Linked DNA regions of Drosophila melanogaster: region 1 is linked to region 2. A link is a contact called in public Hi-C data. All regions are on one chromosome and are shown on one strand. Each heading gives the region's core, a stretch centred on a gene start, on an enhancer-like site or on the middle of the called end of the contact. The rest is flanking DNA. Distances are from core to core; before and after follow the strand shown. Region 1 holds the start of CG7518. Region 2 holds the start of CG6923.

Region 1 (2,700 bases), core at 87-2,586, 1.2 Mb before region 2:
CGATAGTGAGTATTTACTGAGAAAGCTTTATATTCTCAAATATAATGTATTTGGTATGATTGCACCTATCAATATTCTAAAGCATAATTTCAAATAAGTGTTCTTTAAACCAAAAAAAATCATGTTTAAGTATTTCGAAACATCTAAAGTCGATCTAATAAGATAATTTCTATCCCATTTGATTTGATAACTCATTAAATCCAATCTAAATGTAGGTATAATATAAAAAAATCCCACACACATCTTTAATAGTACATTTAAATAAAAAAAATACATGAAATGAAATCGATCTCCACAGCTTTCGGGCAGCTTCTGGGAACCCACCAAATACGATCGCGTCTCATCGTTGGGATCGCCGCCCTTGTGCTCGCACTCGTGCAGCAGCTTGTCGCTGAGCTCCAGTTCGATGGCGTTGTCTTCCCGCTGGCTCCACTGCATCAGCGATACGACCTCCTTGTAGACCGTCTCCGCTTTGGGGGCGGGGGCATAAGGATCAAAAGGAGGCAGGGCGAGGATCGTGTGCAGCGTGTTGATGATGTTGCCGTCGGGAAAGCTGAGCCGCTCCAGGAGCTGGCATGGCGGTGAGCTGCTCCGCGCCGGCTTCGCCTGTTGGACACCAGCAGGCGGTGGCGACGGATTCAGCTGGGAAGCGGTGGCGACGCAGGAGGAGGACGCTGTGGCATCCACATCGCCCTCCGCATCCGCATCTACATCTACGTCCATGGAGGACAGAGACATCACATGGCAGCAGGAAGGCGGCGCCTCCTCCATTGGCAGTTCGCCATTGACCAGCGGCTCATCTGCATCCGTTTCTTTGGTGTGCGCCACCTGATCGGCCATTTCTGGCGGGGCTTTCACGCGGTGGATGGGTCAATGAGCCCAGCCAACTCAGTCAGTCCCCGGCTCCGGATCACTTGTTAGTCTTTGGTGCTTCTGCTGGCCAAATCCGCGTATGCGCGACGCATTATTATATACGAAATCACAGATGTAGATGCACTTTCACTCGCTCACTGTATGCGCGCGCGTGTCTGTGTGTGTGCGCTGGTGTGTCGGTGTGCAAGTGTATAAGTGTGGGTATTGGATTGGTTTGGTTTTTGGAATCGAAATCGGTTTTGGAAAAGAACGCAGAGCAGCACAACGCAACGCGCTTTGCCCCTCGAATCGCGCCAAGTGCGCCTCTGCTTTCATCAGCGTTTCACTGCAGGGCCATCCGTTTGGATTTTCCGGGACCCGACTTTCCGTTGCCTCGCAGTTTCCGTTTCGTTTGCACCCACGATTGTTGTGATTTTCCGCTTTTTGTGATTTTTCGCCTGCTCGTTGCAATTCGCTCGTTTCTCGTTGATTGCATTCGCATCGGTGTGCCCGTGGCGGCCTTCGCTCAAATTACCGCAACGCCGCGCAAGAGTCACGAATAAATGGTCATACCCCGTGCACACTTGTTTGGCCGAAAAGTTTTCTACATCTATCCCAAAGAACAAACACAAACTTTTATTTATATGAGCTTTACTTTACTTCTGTGTGGTCCATTCTTAGAAAACTATACTAATGCGTTCTTAAAAATTTGATTTGGGAAATGTTAAAAAAGCATTTTAAGCCATACAAAAATTGTAAAACCATAGGAATGTATGTTTCATATACTTTTTTCAACATATATTGTAGGTAAAACAAATCATCATGTATTTATACAGAAAAAGGTCCCAAAGATCTAAAAATTTCCTATTCTGTCTATGGAATAAACACATTTATAATGCAAGAAAATATATTTTACAGTAAATTCTTTCAATTCGATAGTGGGCCAAATGTCGTACAGAATATATCCGTGTCCCTTCGATGTGTTGACAACCCTGACCGAATTTCGTAATTTCGAAACGAACGAATTCAGCCGGCGAAGTGGAGAAGAAAATGTCCGCATCGACGGACCAGGATCCCGTGGAACTAATGCTGAAGAAGACCGGCTGCATAGAGCTTCACTACAAGGTGCAGGAGTGTATCGCCGAGACGGGCGACTGGAGGGCTTGCCAGGAGAAGGTGAAAGAGTTCCGGGCGTGCATGCAGAAGTACGTGGAGCAGCAGAGCCAGAAGTATGCCCACGTCAAGTAGCATCCTGCAGAAGTTCCTCAGCAACGGTTTGGCCTTCGGCAAGTCCACCAAACTGGCGCTGGTGGTCCGAACCGACCTAAAGATGTCCAAGGGAAAGACAGCGGCCCAGTGCGCCCATGCGGCGGTCATGTGCTACCAGAGCTCTGTGCAGGGAACCAAGCTGCAGAACGCCATTCTGCAGCGTTGGTGTCGCCTGGGACAGCCGAAGATAGTGCTGCGCGTGGACAACTTCGAGCAGCTAAACTCCCTGGAGCGACAGGCCCAAGAGTCGAACGTGGTGGCCGCCTTGGTGAGGGATGCCGGGCGCACTCAGCTGGAATCTGGGACAGCAACGGTCCTCGGACTGGGTCCAGCCCCTGCCGAAGATCTAGACAAATTGGTGGCGCATTTGAAGCTTTTGTGAACTCTTAGGTTTATGCAACGTTACAAATAAAGTACAAGTAATCAACAAGTGCTCAAGCGGCGGTCTTCTTGCCCTTGGAAACTGTAGATATAGTAAGGGACACTGCTTGGCCGAACATCTCCACCAGGTCTGATGTAACTCGCTCCGTGATCTGCCGCAGCTTGCCATTACCCTCGCCACAGATTAGGCGCTCGATT
Region 2 (2,700 bases), core at 113-2,612:
AGTTGCACTGAAACTGAAGTATTGAAGTGGAAACTATCGCTTTCGTTTGTTTGTAAAACTGTGAGGAGTGTTTCGCAACGAAACAAAAAAAAAACAAATAATAACTATGAGTTGAATTTACAAGCAGCGCTGCTTAAAATCCGATAAAACTACACTCAAACAAACAGCACCTTGGTTTAGAAAATGTCCGTTAAGCCAATGGTTAAACTTAAGTCGTTACACTGGTCAGCGCAGCTTTCGAGAAATGAACACCAACGAGAATATGGGGAAATCCTGCAGATAATTGATTAGCTGACCGATTTAATCAAGGAATATTTGTATGAAGCGAATTGGTTTTAAAATTATGGCTAAACAGAATTGGAAACGAAAGCCAAGAGAAAAGAATACGAAGCCAGCAATAAAAGAAAGAGTAGATATTGTTTTATACATATAAAAACTCAATAAAAACACTAAATACATGATATGTTAAGGCTTGTGCTGTGCATATGGATTTATTTCAGGCAGCAGAGAAGTATAACCAGTCCCAGCAGGCAGATAACCCAGTTCAAGCACCGCGTATTGTCTCCAATGGATACCATGTGGTAGGTTGGTGCCTTCGTTTCCGGGAAGTGTAGAACCATCAACTCGGGATTCGTGCTGTTCCTTTGCGTGGAATTTTGCTTAGCCAAGCATTCTTTAAGCAGTCTCTCCAAGAAATGGATCCTTTTGTACACGCACTCGAAGCCCGTGTGGTAATCGTAGACTGATGTCCCATTTCGAATGAATTTGCCCCATTTATCCACTAGAAACCAATCGAGATTGTTTAGCCGGCTTCTCCCAATTGTAATGAAGAAAACTCGAGAATCGTTTTCCACATGGAAAAAGGCGTACTTGTGGTTTTCGTCCTGATTGTGGTAATGGGGAAGAGTATAATACGTTGAAAGTGTCTTTTTCTTTGACCTTCTTTCGTGTATGCCCCGGCACAAAAACACGAATGTCTTATTCTTGATTGGCCAGCATTGTGGGCTTATTCCCATGTTTACATGAAAAGAAAATGAAGGAAACTATGTTTGTGATAGCAAAACTAGAAAATGTAATACAGTTTAATTAAGATTAACATTAAAAACCAGATAATTATGATTCGCAACTTTCCAACTAAGAGTTTCTTTGTATGTATATATTAAGCTTCCCTAAACAGTGGTAAGTAGTGGTAGTATAGTTTCTAACGGTATATTTAGTGCCAAAATATTTGAATTATCAGTGTGGCCATACTGCGCAACTTTAGTCTACGAAAGAGCTAGCTAGCTTCTATGCGATAGTATCGCCATCATCGCCGAACTGCAAGTTTTTGCACCGTCGAAGAAAAAGTTGTCTAAATATTTCAGTTCGGTGTTGTTACTGCTATAAAATCCAGTAACACATACAAAATGATTAAATCGTGAGAACATATATATCGCAAATTTGCATGTGCATAATGTAAATTTGTTCCGGACAGCAGCTGCGAATGAGAATAGTCCCCCGCCCCCGCGAAAAGAATTGCATTTAAACTCCCTTGTGTTCCCCAATAGCAGCTGTTGGCCTGCCAACCCCCACCACCCACTCTCTTTGTTTTGCCCAATCGGAAATCCCCACCCGGTTATTCGCGTAATCCCGGCTTTAGGAATTAAGAAAATTACCAAAATCGCAATATTTCTGTGTTACACATATAATAGAGGTAAGAATTATTTTGGGGACATTTGTTATCATTGAACAGCTGTTCATAGTTTGCCCACAGCCGAACAGCTGATTTGGCGTTTTCCCCAAATTGAAGTCAATAGTATCGAAACATTCAATATACTTAAAGCTGAATGTTATTCGTAAATTTTAATTTAAGTTAATACAAAATAAACGCATCAGCTTAATATCAGCTTAGACATATCGATATGCTGACATATCGATACAACGCTCATCCCTATTGCGTTGGCTAAAATAAAGAACTGCTGAACTTAATTAGTAATAAGTTGTCATAAGTTATTTAGAGCTTCCGTGGAAACCCCCATCATCCCAGTGCATGGAATCCGATAAAAAGTTTTCACTTTTCACTGCGGCGCTTGTGTTTTCCCCACGTAGCTTTGGAATTTCCTGCTAACGGCGATGAAAAACTTGACGGAAAAGTGGTGCTGACAAAAGAGTGTGTATTTGACAAGCAAAGAAAAAATTTCCGTCTTCAAACTTTATTTTGAGCTTTAAATCGTTTTTACTCGCTCGAGAACTGTGCAAATAATAGCCCCGAATTTCCATTTGGAGTACCTAGAGTACATAGCTGGCAATAGCTTTGGAACCCAAATACTTAACCCACTGCTTGTTTTTGTTTCTGTTTCCGGACAAAAAAAGCAAACTGGTCTCTGTTAGACAGTTGTACCTCCTCATACCCGTAAATTAAACATTTTTTCGTACATATACACAATTTTAGCGCATTTTGGCCTGCATGCGCTGCAACGCACCTTTGCCGTTCTGGTAACGTTGCCCACTAGACGACTGAAATGGATAGCTTGGAGAACGACCAGGAGGAGCTGCACCACCAGCCGAGGGTCACCTTGGCGTACGGCAGTGTGGCCACCAGTTCGGGTGGACAGGAAAACCGTAAGCTGGCCATCATCTGGAACCAGATAGTGCTAATCCTCTTGTGCTTTTGCAGATTCCCAGTATGCGATGTACTATAATCAGCAGAGGGATTCGGAG

What was found. A called contact is a pair of places that touch in the nucleus more often than the background predicts.
Region 1: a contact with region 2 is called in a Hi-C map of the Kc167 cell line, with 2.3 times the contacts expected there. The contact joins the promoter of CG7518 here to the promoter of CG6923 in region 2. A contact is called at or near these places in 14 of 107 Hi-C or Micro-C datasets (the D17-c3 cell line, the Kc167 cell line, the S2 cell line and 5 more) and 1 of 6 datasets of contacts at active chromatin or transcription factors (the Kc167 cell line).

Annotation. Positions count from the first base shown.
Region 1 is chr3R:12,996,725-12,999,424 of dm6, reverse strand. CG7518 reads right to left here and starts at 1,336. Exons shown (of 15, transcript NM_169489.4): 1 at 325-1,336. The coding sequence starts at 840. CG7488 reads right to left here. Exons shown (of 2, transcript NM_141991.3): 2 at 2,500-2,700. The coding sequence ends at 2,556. CG44194 reads left to right here and starts at 1,699. Exons shown (of 1, transcript NM_001300379.1): 1 at 1,699-2,549. The coding sequence starts at 1,903. The coding sequence ends at 2,100. CG17327 reads left to right here and starts at 1,699. Exons shown (of 1, transcript NM_001275590.1): 1 at 1,699-2,549. The coding sequence starts at 2,084. The coding sequence ends at 2,503.
Region 2 is chr3R:11,748,691-11,751,390 of dm6, reverse strand. It overlaps CG6923, which reads left to right and starts at 1,362. Exons shown (of 5, transcript NM_001260127.1): 1 at 1,362-1,693; 2 at 2,432-2,601; 3 at 2,657-2,700. The coding sequence starts at 2,502. CG43062 reads right to left here and starts at 1,058. Exons shown (of 1, transcript NM_001260128.2): 1 at 475-1,058. The coding sequence starts at 1,016. The coding sequence ends at 492. It overlaps Lk6 (Lk6 kinase), which reads left to right. Exons shown (of 6, transcript NM_143729.3): 6 at 1-460.